Linked DNA regions of Ovis aries: region 1 is linked to region 2. Evidence: chromatin contacts called from public Hi-C data. All regions are on one chromosome and are shown on one strand. The core of a region is the stretch at or near the end of the contact, and the rest is flanking DNA. Distances in the headings are between cores, read along the strand shown. Region 1 holds the start of NHEJ1 (non-homologous end joining factor 1). Region 2 overlaps NHEJ1 (non-homologous end joining factor 1).

Region 1 (7,242 bases), core at 2,768-5,267, 43 kb before region 2:
CACGGTGGGTCTTCTCCAGGTATGTGAACAGGGGTGTGGGGAGAGGAACCGGAGGTGCAAGAGAGGGAAGGGAACTGACGGCTTGCTGCGCCCAGCCCTCTGTCGGGCTCTTCACAGTGGCCGTCTCATTGAGAGAGGTGCCTAGAAGTGGTGGGGACTAGGAGTGTGAGGGAGACACTAAGTCACTGCTGAGCTCCTTCTGTGCCTCAGGCTCCTTCTGTACCAGGGCTGAGGTTCTAGAGAGGAAGGAGTCAGATGAAATCCCTGTTCTCTTGAGGACTTAAGAGAGAGAGAGGCAGACGTGTTAGGAGAAAAGCAAATAAGATACTTTCCAAAAGTGACAAGTGCTATTAAGAAAACAAAGCAGGGGATGGGAAGGGGGTTGAGTAAGAGCAATCCCTTTAGGATGCTTCTTGGGAGAGTAACATTTAAGTTGGGATCCAAAGGATGAGATGGGGTTGGCCAAGCAAAAAGCTTGAGTGGTCGAGGTGTGTTCCAGTGTCTCTTCATCACGTAGGCTGGACCTCGGCGAGTGGCCCACTTGGTGGGGCTGTTCTGCGTGGCGCTGGGGCTCTCCCCGAGGCTAGCCCAGCTCCTCACCACCATCCCGCTGCCTATGCTTGGTGAGTGGGCCTGTGCTTGGTGAGCGGGTGTCTCAGTAGCACTAGTATTGAACCAGGATCCCTCAGCAGGGCCCAAGTGGTTGCTTGTGGTCGATACCCTTTCTTTCTGAGAAGCCTCCCTAGTATGTGGCTGTGAGTATGTGGCAGCTGCCCGAATTTTCTCAGCCACATCTTGGCTTCCTGACTGGGCTCCTGGGCCCCTGGGCTTTTTGGTGGTCTCTGCCCATCACAACCTGCCCCGCCCTATAGTAAGTACTCTGCTGTGCCAGCCCTCTCCCAACCTCTTTGATTACTTCCGTACGGCACAGGTGGGATGCTGGGAGTGACCCAGGCAATGGTTCTGTCTAGTGGATTCTCCAGCTTCCACTTGGCTGACATTGACTCTGGGCGGAATGTCTTCATTGTTGGCTTCTCCATCTTCACGGCCCTGTTGCTGCCGAGGTGGTTTCGGGAAGCGCCAGTCCTACTGAGCACAGGTGGGAGGAAGGGGAGGGAAAGAGTAGTTGCCTGGCAGTGGGCAAGCAAGGGCTCAAGGATTGAGTTTCTCTGGACTCCAGGCCCCACACCCTTCTCTGGGCTTGGGGATAAATAGTCTGTCCATTTGTTTAGCAAATATTTACTGAACACCATGCTAGCTTCCCTGGGATACAAAGGTGCCTATAGATTTACAGTCTAGTGAAAGAGATAAGATGTGTAGAAATGCAACTAGAAAGGCTCAGATAAAGAGCTGTGATGCTCTGCAGTGAGAGAGATGGCTTCTGTTGGAGATGATCCCGATAACTTTTATGGAGAAAGTAACATTGAGCTGGTCTCAAAGGATGGTAAGATTGAAACGTATTTGGTAAGAAGGTCATTCCTGGCAGAGGAACCACAGTAAACAATGCTGAAATAGGAAGTCATAGCATATGCTCCCGGAGCAGCAAATAACTTAGTTTGTTAGCTCAGCTTAGCAAACAGCAGTGATTTTAACTGAGGACGATTTTATCCCACAGAGAACATTTGGCAGTGTCTGGAGACATTTTTGGTTGTTACAAGCAGGGGAGAGGTTACTTGCATTTAGAGGTTATTTGCATTTAATGGGTAGAAAGATGCTGTTAAACATTCTATAGTGCCCAGAACAGCCTCTCTCAAACAGAGAATTATCTGGTCCAAATGTCAGTAGTACTGAGGTTGAGGCACTCAGGCTAGAGCATAAAAGGTGAGAAGGAGGAAATAAGGTTGGGGATTTTAATACCAAACTTTCCAAAGACAGGGAGCCTGGAATGATCAAAGCATATCTGAAGGGCATGTGGATGCCCAGAAGACAGGGTGTTAAGCAGGGGTCCTGTGGGAAGGGTCTGGGTGTGGGAAATAGAGAGCAGAGGGACAAAGTGGGGAGGGAGAGATAGAACAATTCAGAAAGATATGCCCTCCATCCAGTACTTAAGCTTAGGTTGGAAGTATTAGGCCCTTGGTTTTGCATAGTGTCAGAGTCCCCCTCCTGCCTGGTCCCAACTCCTTGTAGGCTGGAGCCCCTTGGATGTGCTACTGCGCTCATTGCTCACAGAGCCCATCTTCCTGGCGGGACTCTTGGGCTTCCTCCTAGAGAACACCATTTCTGGTAAGTTGAGGCCAGGCCCCAGCAGACTGGGGAGTGGCCAGAAAGTCATCACTCCCTGGGTTGGGCAATGTCCTGACCACTCTGTCTTTTGCAGGCACACGGCTTGAGAGAGGCCTAGGGCAAGGGCTGCCACCTCCTTTTACTGCCCGAAAGGCTCGGATGCCTCAGAAGTCCAGGGAGAAGGCAGATAAAGAGTACGAGCTTCCTTTCTCCATCCAAAACCTGTGTCCCTGCATTCCCCAACCCCTCCGTTGCCTCTGCCCGCTGCCCCAAGACTCTGGGAATGAGGAAAGAGGGCCCGCTGAGCCCAGAGAGACAGCTGACTTGCTGCCTGACTTTGGGGACCAGTGCCCTCAGCCTAGCAGAGGACAGTCCCAGTAATTACCAGGACTCCTACTCTAGTTAGTTTAGTCCTAACTCCCAGCTTGCTGAAGAACCAGATCACAGGCTCCACTTTTTCCCGGGGAGAGGATGTGTGTGTGTATCTCACATGGGCCCCCCAAAAATCTCACTTCCCAATAGGTGTGTTTGCCTTTTCCTTTCTTAGTTAGGCCTGTTCCAGAGCAGGGGCTGTGAATGAATGAGTGATATTTTGCCTGTGAATGATCTATACTCGAACCCTAGCATTCACTTAACTGATATTTATTATCTCCTATGTGTAAGGTCCTGGAAATATAGATATGGATAAGACAGGGTCCCTCCCCTCTCAAATACTTATGATTTAAAAAGACATGTAATTACTGGACTTCCCTGGAAGTCCAAGCTTCCAGTGCAAAGGGTGTGGATTCCATCCCTGGTTGGGGAACTACTAAGATCCAGTAAGCTTTGTGGTACATCAAAAAAACAACAACAATAAAAAACATGTAATTACTAACTAAAATCCAAAGTGGAAGTCAGTCTTCAATAAAGATTAAAAGAATGCTATGGGAGCAAAGAGTAAGAAACAATGAATTCTGATTGGGGATAGTGGGAAAGACTTTACATAGAAGCAGCACTGGGGCTGGCCTTAACAAGAGGACTTTGGGTTGTGGAACATGGATGAGAATTTTTCAGACTTGGGTGTCCAGATGGAGCAAAACTGTAAGTTACACAAGGTACAAGATGAGTTGGATTGGTGATGGAGCATACGTATGGTGGTGGATGGAGGGAGAAAGCAGGCAGGAAGGTACAAGACAAGGTCAGACCAGGGGAGGTATGCCTGGGAGACTCATCTCTTAAACAACCAGAGTGCTGGTGGGACCCAAGAGAGAATATCTAGTGACGTTCAATCCCCTCATTTTATTTAAAAATAAAACAACAAAAAAGACACGTAGGGTAGGGAAATTTGACTTTCGGTTTTTCAACAAATTCAAATTCGTGGTCCTTCTTCCTGCATTTCGTCTGGCATTCTTTCTACTCTGCCAGGGCAACTCTGCTGTGCTGAGCTTAGTTGCTTAGTCGTGTCCGATTCTTTGCGACTCTATGGATTGTATCCAGCCAGGCTCCTCTGTCCATGGGGATTCTCCAGGCAAGGATACAGGAGTCGGTTGCCATGCCCTCCTCCAGGGGATGCATCTTCCCAACCCTGGTATCCCGCATTGCAGGCGAATTCTTTACTATCTGAGCCTCCAGGGACGCAGGGCAACTCTAAAGTGCGCCTTTTTCCTTCTACCCACCTACCAGGGCCCCGGTAGCCCTCCGGCTCCGAGCACTCCAGTTATCAGCTCCCGGGGCCCAGATGCCCCGCCCACATCAGGCCTGGGCTCCGCCCCAGTGTCCCAAGACCCCACCTCCCTGTAGTGGGGGTGGGAAATGCTTCTACTCTAGGCCTTTTCGTTGGCGCGGGCGGGCCAGCCTGCCGCGGGGAGGGTGAGAGCTCTCTCGGCCGCTCACGGTAGGTGGGGTCGAGCTGTAATCCGGGCCAGGGCCAGGGCTAGGCAGCGAAAGACATCTCGGGCCCTGCGGGCTGGTCCTGGCAATAGCGCCTCCTCCCCCCAAGTGTCCTGCCAGGAGGGACCCGCGCGCGGCCAAGGTTCTGGGCCAGGCCTCCGGGGATGGGCGGGGGTGGTGGTGGCAGGGGCCGCGCGTGCGCAGCTCGCCTCCCGGCCGCGGGGCGGGGTTTGTGGAGGTACTCCCAGCCGGCAACTTGCTGCGATGAAGCAGCCGGTTTTTGGCCTTGTTGCCGCTTGGGGAGTCCGGAGCCGCGCCTCAAGCAGCCGGCTCTGTAAAAATAGAAACACGGACTGGAAGGCCTTTCTCGCGAGGGCGAATGGAAACTGGCTGCCACCAGGCGGGGCTCCTGGGGTGGGGCTGTGGTAAAGGGAGGGAGGGTCCGCCCTCTCCCAGAGGGATGAGGCGGGGCAGAGTCTAGCCCGGACAGTCTTTGGCGTTCTGCTGTCCTCTGCAGGATGGCGGAGGAACTGCGCCTAGAGGGCTCATCCCGACTCGCTTTAGGCAACCCCACTCCGCTGTTGGCACTCCGCTGTTGGCCCTCCACACTTCCCCTCCCTTCATTCAGTAATTGTAACAGGTGTACATTTGACTTCCCTCAAAGCTCAGTGACACGACTGAGCGACTTCACTTTCACTTTTGAGAAGGAAATGGCAACCCACTCCAGTGTTCTTGCCTGGAGAATCCCAGGGACGGGGGAGCCTGGTGGGCTGCCGTCTATGGGGTCGCACAGAGTCGGGCAGGACTGAAGCGACTTAGCAGCAGCAGCATAGCTCAGTAGGTAAAGAATCTACCTGCAATGCTGGAGACCCGGGTTCGACTCCTGGGTCGGGAGGATCCCCTGGAGAAGGAAATAGCAACCCACTCCAGTATTCTTGCCTGGAGAATCCCGTGGACAGAGGAGCCTGGCAGGCTACAGACCCTGGGGTCGCAAGAGTTGGACACGACTTAGCAACTAAACCACCACCACCACACTTGAAGCTAATATAATATTGTAAATCAGCTATACTTCAATAAAAAATTATTAGAAGAAAAGAAAAGAAAAATAAACGGGTGAATCTGGTTAATGTGAAGTCATCCTGGAAGGAAATAAGAAAAAGCTGAGATATAGATCTCAGAACTGGACGTGTGTGGTGAGAGCAGCTTACTCTAGGTGTGGTGCTGAATTTCTCAAACCTTTTTGGGGGGCTTTTTGACCCCCCCAGCTGCATTTTAAACTCCTCCCCCACCCACAAAACACCATACAGTGTGAGGGTCTTGAGCATCCAGGCTTTCTAAAGTGACAGGCTCAGATAATCAGCCCAATTTTGATGACTGACAGGCTCAGATAATCAGCCCAATTTTGATGACTGAGAATGCACACTGGGGTGTGTCTAGAAAGGAGAGAAGGGCTTGGTGACTTGCTGTTTGTGACATACTTGAGGTTTGTGATCTTGGGCAAAGTGGGACTCTGGTCTGGTGAGGACTGGCTTCATCATTCCCAGATCTTCCCCTCTGAGTAGGAATAGCAGGGGAACTGTGACTGAAATACCATCCTCCAGACAGAAGGTTTTGAGGCTGCAGATAAAAGTCACAATATATGCATTTCTATTTCACCTGCCTAGTGACTGTACAAATTATGTTACAAGGCTGCACTAGGTTATGGTTGGAAGAATAATGGCTTAGATTGAGATGAAAATGACTGGAAGAATGGAGCCATGTTAACCATATTAATGAAATCCAAGGATTTTCATTGTTTTCTTTATATTCTTAAAGATCTGCCTCCCCCAACTTCAGTTTGTATTTATAGACTTTCATTATATCACTTTTTTTTTAACCCACAGGAAAAATGATCAAACTGCCTGTAAAGTAGCCACAGTTACTGAACATCTGTTAGGTTGAGGCTACACATTTAGTTATTGAAGCGGAAAGGCTGGCTTCCAGGATGTTCAGCAGGGCATGATATTGATGGCAGTGCCTTGGGTAGGGAGGTAGGCGATGAGGGAAGTGGAGTTATTTCATGGTCTCTACTTTTGCTATGTTCTGTATCTTATATTGACTTCTTAGTCATTCAGGGTCTTTTTGAAATGGAGTTGGGGCTTTTCTCTTTGCTTCTGGACATGGAGTTATTAGCTCTTTATTTGACCATAACTGTGGACCTCTTCCCTCCAAATGGGTATATGCATGTATGCACAAAGTTCACGTATAATTCCAGAGAACTTACATGCATTGACTCTAGATTAAGAATCCCTGAGAATGTATCTATATTTAGGGAAAAATGTATTTAGAGGACATATAAGTGTATATATATGCATATAGTAATTTATGTAATATATAGATATATGTTTAGTGAATATACACACCTCTAGTATTCTTGCTTGGAGAATCCCCACTGACAGAGGAGCCTGGCAGGCTATAGTCAGTCCATAGGGTCGAAGAGTCAGACACGACTGAGCAACTAAACACACACACACACACACACACACACATATTTAAAATTCTGAGAGCTTCCAGAGTTTTGTTTTTAGATAATGATCAAATAATTCGAGTTTCCTGCTTATGACACTTACGATGTTTTATAAAAAAGAACAATTTCTTCTCTTTTAGGAATTCTGGGAAAGGATAGCACTGACATTTATTAGGAATGTGATAAAGATGCGATCTTTATCACTGCCATCAATGATATCATGCCCTGCTGAACATCCTGGAAGCCAACCTTTCCACTTCAATAACTAAATGTGTAGCCTCAACCTAACAGATGTTCAGTAACTATGGCTACTTTACAGGCAGTTTGATCATTTTTCCTGTGGGTTAAAATGGTGTAGGTTTCCACAGTTTTACCATTGGAAAGCAGAAATTCTAGTACCCGTTTATTGAGGCTTAAATGCCATTGAAGAAGGAGATATTTTACATCCTCTAGGAATTTAATATGAGGAAAAAACCGTCAAAATTCTAGATAGAATTTTAGTGATGCTCAGCTTATTACATACCAGGAGGGTGGAGGAGAGGGGGAAGAAAGTAAATCCATTCCTTTTGTTTTCGTAGGATTTTCACGAAGCATATTTGATACAGAACTGTTTGGTGTCAGACCTGCAGGACCCTGGAGGCACT
Region 2 (7,074 bases), core at 2,367-4,866:
CGATTTGCTGGTTTATGCTACAGCCCAGCAGAAGCATCTTCCTCTTCTACAAGATGACAATACTTTTTATGGAGCCCCACATATTTCCTGTGGTGACATTTGGGGAAATACTTGCATATAATTTAAGCTGTCAATCCCAGGCAGCCCTCCATACTTTCTACTAAAGACCTACTAAATCCTTCTTGAGGTCTGAGGAAGCTGACCTTGGAAGCTGGCATGCAGTTCCTAGAGTTAGGTCCAGTAATGGGTTTTAGGAAAAAAACTCTTCTTCATAAGGAATATGAGGAGGGAATAATATTAACAGTTCTTTTTCTGTACACAGTCATTGTCCCACTCTGTGTATCTTTCTCCTTATATCTTCTTATATTTTTTCATTGTCTTTACAAAGTCTGATTACATTTTCGTCTTGATCTTTGCTGTTCACCCAGATATTCTTTAAGATGGGTGAGAAATTGCTAGACTACCTTAAAGAATCAGATAAATGATGCTAAAATGAAGAGTGCTTGAGAGCTGGGTGCTTGTATGTCTTATTCACCACTGTACCTCTGGCTTGTGCCTCCTAGGTGCTACAGAAATATTTGTTAAATGGATGAACAAATGTTTATATTTGTAAGATGAACTGACTGCTCAATGAGCATGTTGCTTATTAGAATGTTTGCCCAGACCATAGTGAGGACCACAGGAATGGTGGAGCAATGCGAAGTATCTAAGTCATTACTTGTTGGTGACACTGCTTTCATTCTACTGTTGGATGACAAAGGATCATGTCATCTTGGTGCAAAATTAGAATTTCTACCAAAACCAAGAAAACCAGTATGATACAGAAATATTTTAAAACTATATAGAACTTATTGACTAGAGTAAGGGCTTGTTGAGTGTTCACAGTTCTCAGATCAGCAAGACTCTTGGAGAAGGAACTTCAGAGACCCGTGGCTGTTAAGACTGGAACTCAGAACCCAGTAAGACGGTTCTGGCTAACTGGAGTTCCTACGATGTTGGTCCAAGGGAACCAGGAGAAGCATGAAGTTGTCCATTTTCCATTCCCTTCAGGGCTTGTGATGAATTAAAGAAGGTGAATTTGAGGTCCATCCAGTTTTAGGATGTAGTGTACGCAGCTGTCAGGAAAAAGACAGCAGGTGGCGCCAAAACATTGTCCTACTTCTGGCACTGGCTTGGGGAGCACTCGAGGTGGAGAGGGTTCTCTCAGGGACAGGGAGTGGGGACTGGCTACCTTGGTTGTTGCTCAGGTGAGAAATCCTTGCGGGCTCCGTGTCTGCTCCCTCCCCCTCACCCAGGGTCTGGACCCCCACTCTCCTACTTCAGCCAGAGGACTGGTGAGGAGAGGGGGTTCCCAGCAAACCCAAGAGTGGAGGAGCCCGTTAACTTTCTGTCCCTGCCAGGACTGGGTCTCCTTCAGGGCCCGATGCTGCCAGATGCCCTGGTTCCTAAGGCTCTTGCCTCATTCTGTGATCCTCTATTTTTTCCTTTCTGTGAATTTCATTCTATCTTTTGACAGATGTCCATCTTAGGATACCTTTCTTGTTTCGGGACACTTTCCTCATGGGTAGATCTCTTTTTTTCTTTGACCCCAGTTTCTCTGAGAGGCAGGGAGTGGTGACTGGGGAACACTGGCTCCCAGACGAATTTAAACTGGAGGTACTGCCCAGAGGGTGGAGAAGGACAGGGAAAGCTGTTTCATGAGAGGCTCTTTGGTTCTGAGAAGGCAGCAGGACAGTGTCCAGACCGTGGGACACCAAAGCGAGTGTCCCGAGTCACCTCGGGATCTGCCAGAACTGAGGCTGGCTCTTTGGCGTCCAGGTGCCGGAGCAGGCCCGGCTCCCCGGCCCTGACCAACTCCCACAGCCCCGTCGCCAGCTCTCTTCCATCCTTGTCCCCAGTGCCCCTTGCCTTCCCCACTCCCTGCGCACACCCGCCGCACACCCGCCGGGCTGTCTCCAGCCTTCATTCCTTGAGCTTGTTCCTTGGGCCTCCCCGCTTCCCTGGGGCGGGCTTAAGGGCTGGGCGGAGCTGTCCGCCCGAATCCCCTGTGGGCCCTTTGGTTCCTGGTTCTATATATATCCCTGTCCTTCTCTGCGCAGGGTTTGATACGGCTTTATGGGCATTTCCATGCGCTTCACAGGCACAGCCATCACAGAGGCGTGTTTCACCCGAGAAACCTCAGCGGAGCCTGGCCTGTGGCGGACTCAGTCTGGCCCCTGAATCAAGGCTCTCTTCTCTCCCTGCCCTCCCCCGCCCTCCCCCTCCATGTCCCCACTGCCTACCCCCAAGTGAATAACAGAGCTCTGGGGAGCACTCAGCCTCATTGGCAAAGCGTTTTGGAACTCAAGAGATTCACGGGGAATTCTTGAGTGTCCAGTTTCTCCACTCAGTTAGCTGGGGAAGGTGTGAACCCTGACATCTGGCTTAGACTCTGCTGTAATAGGGCAGGTGGGCATTCTCGAACAGAATGGAATCTAGCAGCTGCTGGCAGGTTCTCTTGAGGCATGTGAAAAAGGAAGAAGAGCCTTATGAACTGGGGCCAGAGGAGCCAATGGGGGGCCTAGTGTGAGGATCAGAGGCAGACCTGGGTCATATGAGTTCAGAGTGATGAAAAGGGTACTCAACCCAGTGGGTAGGGAAGATGCTCCTCCAGGGGCCTCCCTTTTGGCTCATTCTCTGGCCAGCAGATGAACTGGTGGAATCTGGTTTAGAAAGAGATAGTTTTCTTAGAACAAAGGGGAAATTTGTTAAGCAGGCTAAAATTTGCATGAGGAAGCAATAGACACTCCCCCCATTTTAGGATATCTAACATCCCCAGGAATCATAATAGGTACCATTTTGGGGGGTACCTCTGAGTGCTAGGCCCTCTGCCTATAAATCTTGCTGGAACTCTTCGCCACCTTTTTATGAGTTGGTATTTCTCATGGTATAGAGAGTGAAACTGAGATTCAGAGAGTATAAGCTTCCTGAAGTCACTTAGCTAATAAATAAGGGATGAAGCCAGCTTTCAAAGCAAGTCAGCTAAATCTGAACCCATGCTCTTTCCGCTGTACCATGCTGCCTCCCTAAGGAGCCCATATAAGCAGGTGACAGAGCTGCTCCTGACTTAGTTTGTGGTCTGAAAAATGTTTAGTCTCTTTCCGTTATTTAAAACTTCACATTTCCACGTGGTTCTCTAAACCTGACACCTGTGTTTACTTGTGAGTTTCCCTGACATCCTGGCTGATTCTTCCAGCCTGGGAATTCCCAGGGCACCGGGACGCTTGGCTGTGCCCATAAAGGACTGGCCCATGTATGTGTGCATCTCTTTGTTATTATCCAGCTGAGCTCAGGCAAGAAGGCAGCGCACTGTACCGTTGTTGCCTCAGGGCCTTCTCCTCTGGCTTAGAGACATCGGTCCATTTGTGACTCTGCTGTCCAGAGTGGCCTGGCTAGGTATTTTCTTTTCCCTGCGATGTTTACTGTTCTTTCGTGGGATTTCAGATTTCCATGATGGCGGAAGGCTTGTAAAATGTAGGGGTGGGGAAGGGTTACAGTGGCAGGAGCCTGGGCCAGGCCAGGTCGAGCCAGCAGCACAGACAGCTTTTATAATGGTGTGCAGGGCTGGGAGGCTTGTAAAGGCGATGCAGGCAGATAGGGGGATAAATCATGCAAGCAGTGGGCAGGGTGGTGAGCCGAGGTTAGGAATTAACTTTGTGTTGGATGGAGCCCAGGTTGTGGGATGGGAAGAGAGGCCTCTCCTCTTTTCCTCTCCTCTCAGCTCTGTTCTTTGCCTCTCCTTTCTGTTGGCCCTATTCACTGCAGGCTGTGACATGTTTGCGTAGCCCTTCCTGTCCCTCCTCCAAGTTGCCTGAGCTAAATCAACAAAGAAGAGGGTACCCCAGAGCAAGGGAAGAAAGTCCTTCATGCTTCCACCAATCAAACTGCTTTGTTCTATTGCAAATACGGAATGGAACTGGCTGCCGCATTCCTTTCTATAGCCATGTGTATATCAGGGTGCCCATCCCGAGTTCCCTTCTGCTTGTTCTCATGTGTATGACTTTTACCTAGAAAACGGACCTGATTCCTTCAGGATCATAAAGAAAGCAGAAAATACTCTTTCAGCCCTTGTGAAGTTACCCATCTTGATGTAAGATCTTGGCCTGTCTGAGCCAGGGTGTAGACCTTGACAGGCTTCTTTTGAGGGCTCAGGCAAATCCAGATTGCTTCTTTCAGGAATTATATTGGATGACGGCCTCTTTTCCTCATGATGTCTCTGTGTCTCATGTATGGAAATGAGGAGGGAGCTGGGAGCAATGCAGAGTCAGGCCACATGAGCAGTCAGAGTGGACTTTGTGTGTGAAAGAAGTCAAGGTTAAATTTTCTCTGAAGACGTGTGCATGTGTATATAGTGGCTGAGGGTTAGGAGGTAGGTGCTTATGCAGGGGTAGTGTTTATAAGCCTCTTCAGGTCAGAGCTACATCTGTTACGATCTTTATTCTTCTTTATTCCTTTCTCTTTATTTGTACAGCCCTTCATGTGATGCTTTACAAATTTCAAGTGATCAATAAATGTTTTTGACTATGTGCTTTGGCTCCTGATTGGCATGAGCAGTCAGCCCCTTCTTCCATTGCTCTCTTCCCCCTCAGCATCTCTCACCATAAATTGTCCCTCTAATCATCACAGCTTTCAAGTGGATGGCTCAGCCCAAACGAAAGTCATTGACTGCATTTCTTCCTCCCCAGATCTGTAATAATAGCACTGCCACTTTTCTTTCTAATTAGGCCCTGATTGAAAACTGGTTGTATTTGGACTTTTTTTCTTCTGTTCAGCTTTTTAGTTCCAGTGGTGGAAAAATATTCAGCTGAGGTTTGGGTTTTTCTTTTCTCCACCCCCCCCCCAACCCCCAGTTTTTTTCTTCTCCTTTTTCCTTCTTCTTTTTAATATGGTGGATTCTTTTGGAAAAGCTGTCCCTAGCCTGTTGGATCCCCACTCACAAACCCCAGCCTTCTCCTAGAAGACCGGGTCTTTTCAAGTGGTTTGCGTTGAACACGTCGGAGCCCCCAATGCCTGTGACAGTTTCTGTTAATTATAGAGGCTCTTTCCCCCTCTCACATTAGTCAAAGGAGTTTTGTGTATTTTAACAGCGCTTTCCCTTGGCTTGAATAAGACTCTGTTCAGACATTTCCTAGGGCTGGTGAGTGGGCAGCCCTCACTGGTACCCGGGAGCAATGTTTCCTTATTTACTTCTCTAGGGGCTTCAGAGATTACAGGGGGAAGGATCTTTCCTCATGTGCTTGAAATTTAGTTGTTTCTGGGTTACAGACACAGTTCTTACCCAGTCAAAAGCTCCTGCAGTGTCTGAGCCTCAGCTAGGGAAGAGATATGCACTTGTGTGTGGAAATGCTCTCCAGGTCTGTGAGTCCCTTCTTTGTGCTTTCACTTTGCTCCCAGCCTTATCTAGGCCTTGTGTGAGGGTCCCCTGCTTGTCCTTACTGTTGAGCTACATCAGAGTGTTTCTGGGAACCCTAGCTTCATCCGTAATTCTTAGGGCTGAAAAAGCATTACCTCTTATAGCCCTCGGAGCATTTTTGGAGCTATCATCTTTGATATTAAAAGTGCCCTTTTGTCCTGAAGGCTCCCAGAAAGACATTTTGCTGGCTTAGTCAGGTGAAGGCCTTCTCAGTGGAAATCAGCCCTGATACATGGTCTGCCCTGATAAATGAGTTTGAGCAAGCTCTGGTAGCTGGCGATGGACAGGGAAGCCTGGCATGCTGCAGTCCATGGGGTCTCAAAGAGTCGGACACCACTGAGCAACAGAACTGAACTGAACTGAACATGATCTGCTGCGGGACAGCCCTGAGAAGTCAGTCTCCCAGTTTGGCTAGGAGAGAGCAGAAGATCACGGAAACAACCATTGTTCAACTGCATGTCCTCAGTGGGGCTGCATTCTGTTGAATTTGGACAGCCTGAATTTAGTCTGGGAGGGGATCGAGAGGTTCTCACAGATGACGCTGTGCTGTGGGTAGGGTTAAGAGACCCCCTCATCAAGCATCTCTGAACATGTCAGTTAAAAAAAAAATTATTGGAGTCTAGTTGATTCACGGTGTTGTGTTAGTTTCAGGTGTACAGCACAGTGAATCAGTTATACATATATCCAGTCTTTTTTAGAGTATATAGGGTATACTCTATATACTGTTTACAGAGTATTGAGTAGAGTTCCTTGTGCTATGTAGTAGGTTCTTATTAGTTGTCTGTTTTATATATAGTAGTACGTGTATGTCAATCTGAATCTCCCTATATATCCCTCGCTTCCTCTTATCCCCTGGTTATTTGGACTGTAAAGAAGGCTGAGCATTGAAGAATTGATGCTTTTGAATTGCGGTGCTGGAGAGGATTCTTGAGAGTCCTTTGGACAGCAAGGAGATCAGACTAGTCCATCCTAAAGGAAATCAACCCTGAATATTCATTGGAAGGACTGATGCTGAAGCTGAAGCTCCAATTCTTTGGCCACCTGATGCAAAGAACTGACTCATTAGAAAAGACCCTGATGCTGGGAGAGATTGAAGGCAGGAAGAGAAGGGGATGACAGAGGATGATGTGGTTGGATGGCATCACCGACTCAATGGATATGAGTTTGAGCAAACTCTGGGATATAGTGAAGGACAGGCAAACCTGGTGTGCTACGGTCCATGTGGTCACAAACAGTCAGACATGATGACTGAACAACAACCTCAAGTTTGTTTTCTATATCTGTCACCCTATTTCTGTTTTGTACCTAAAGAATATAAAGAAGATAAGTTCATTTGTACCCTTTTTTTTTAGGTTCCACATAGAAGTGATATCATGTACTTGTCTTCCTCTGGACATGTCACTTCTAATTGCTGGATAATAATCATTTGTCCTACTGTGACCTTTATTATTTTCTTGGAGATTTACTTAGCTGTGAATTTCTCCTTAAGAATAGTTTGCTTTTGAAGATCTTGTTTTCAGCTCCTGCACCGTGTTCTGAGCCAAGACACCCCCTCTGTCTGAAGCACTGGTTTTAATTTGGATGAGAACATTGAGGCAGGAGGCTCTTGAAGAGTAACAGAC

The links. Hi-C and Micro-C count contacts between places; a contact is called where the count stands out from the background.
Region 1: a contact with region 2 is called in a Hi-C map of liver, with 2.0 times the contacts expected there. The contact joins the promoter of NHEJ1 here to the enhancer-like site in region 2. A contact is called at or near these places in 2 of 16 Hi-C or Micro-C datasets (liver and mixed tissues).

The regions. Positions count from the first base shown.
Region 1 is chr2:221,111,296-221,118,537 of ARS-UI_Ramb_v3.0, reverse strand. It overlaps NHEJ1 (non-homologous end joining factor 1), which reads left to right and starts at 4,017. Exons shown (of 8, transcript XM_012146435.4): 1 at 4,017-4,096; 2 at 7,177-7,242. SLC23A3 (solute carrier family 23 member 3) reads left to right here. Exons shown (of 12, transcript XM_042244257.2): 8 at 1-19; 9 at 518-623; 10 at 932-1,099; 11 at 2,128-2,223; 12 at 2,318-3,152. The coding sequence ends at 2,604.
Region 2 is chr2:221,068,388-221,075,461 of ARS-UI_Ramb_v3.0, reverse strand. The region is part of intron 5 of NHEJ1 (non-homologous end joining factor 1); the gene reads left to right. Among named protein-coding and RNA genes, the nearest start is that of NHEJ1, 43 kb to the left of the region's middle. Within about 2 kb of position 3,616, at least 8 of the 54 cell types and tissues checked have an H3K27ac peak or open chromatin away from gene starts, as enhancers often do. A contact at or near this core is called in liver, where this site is marked.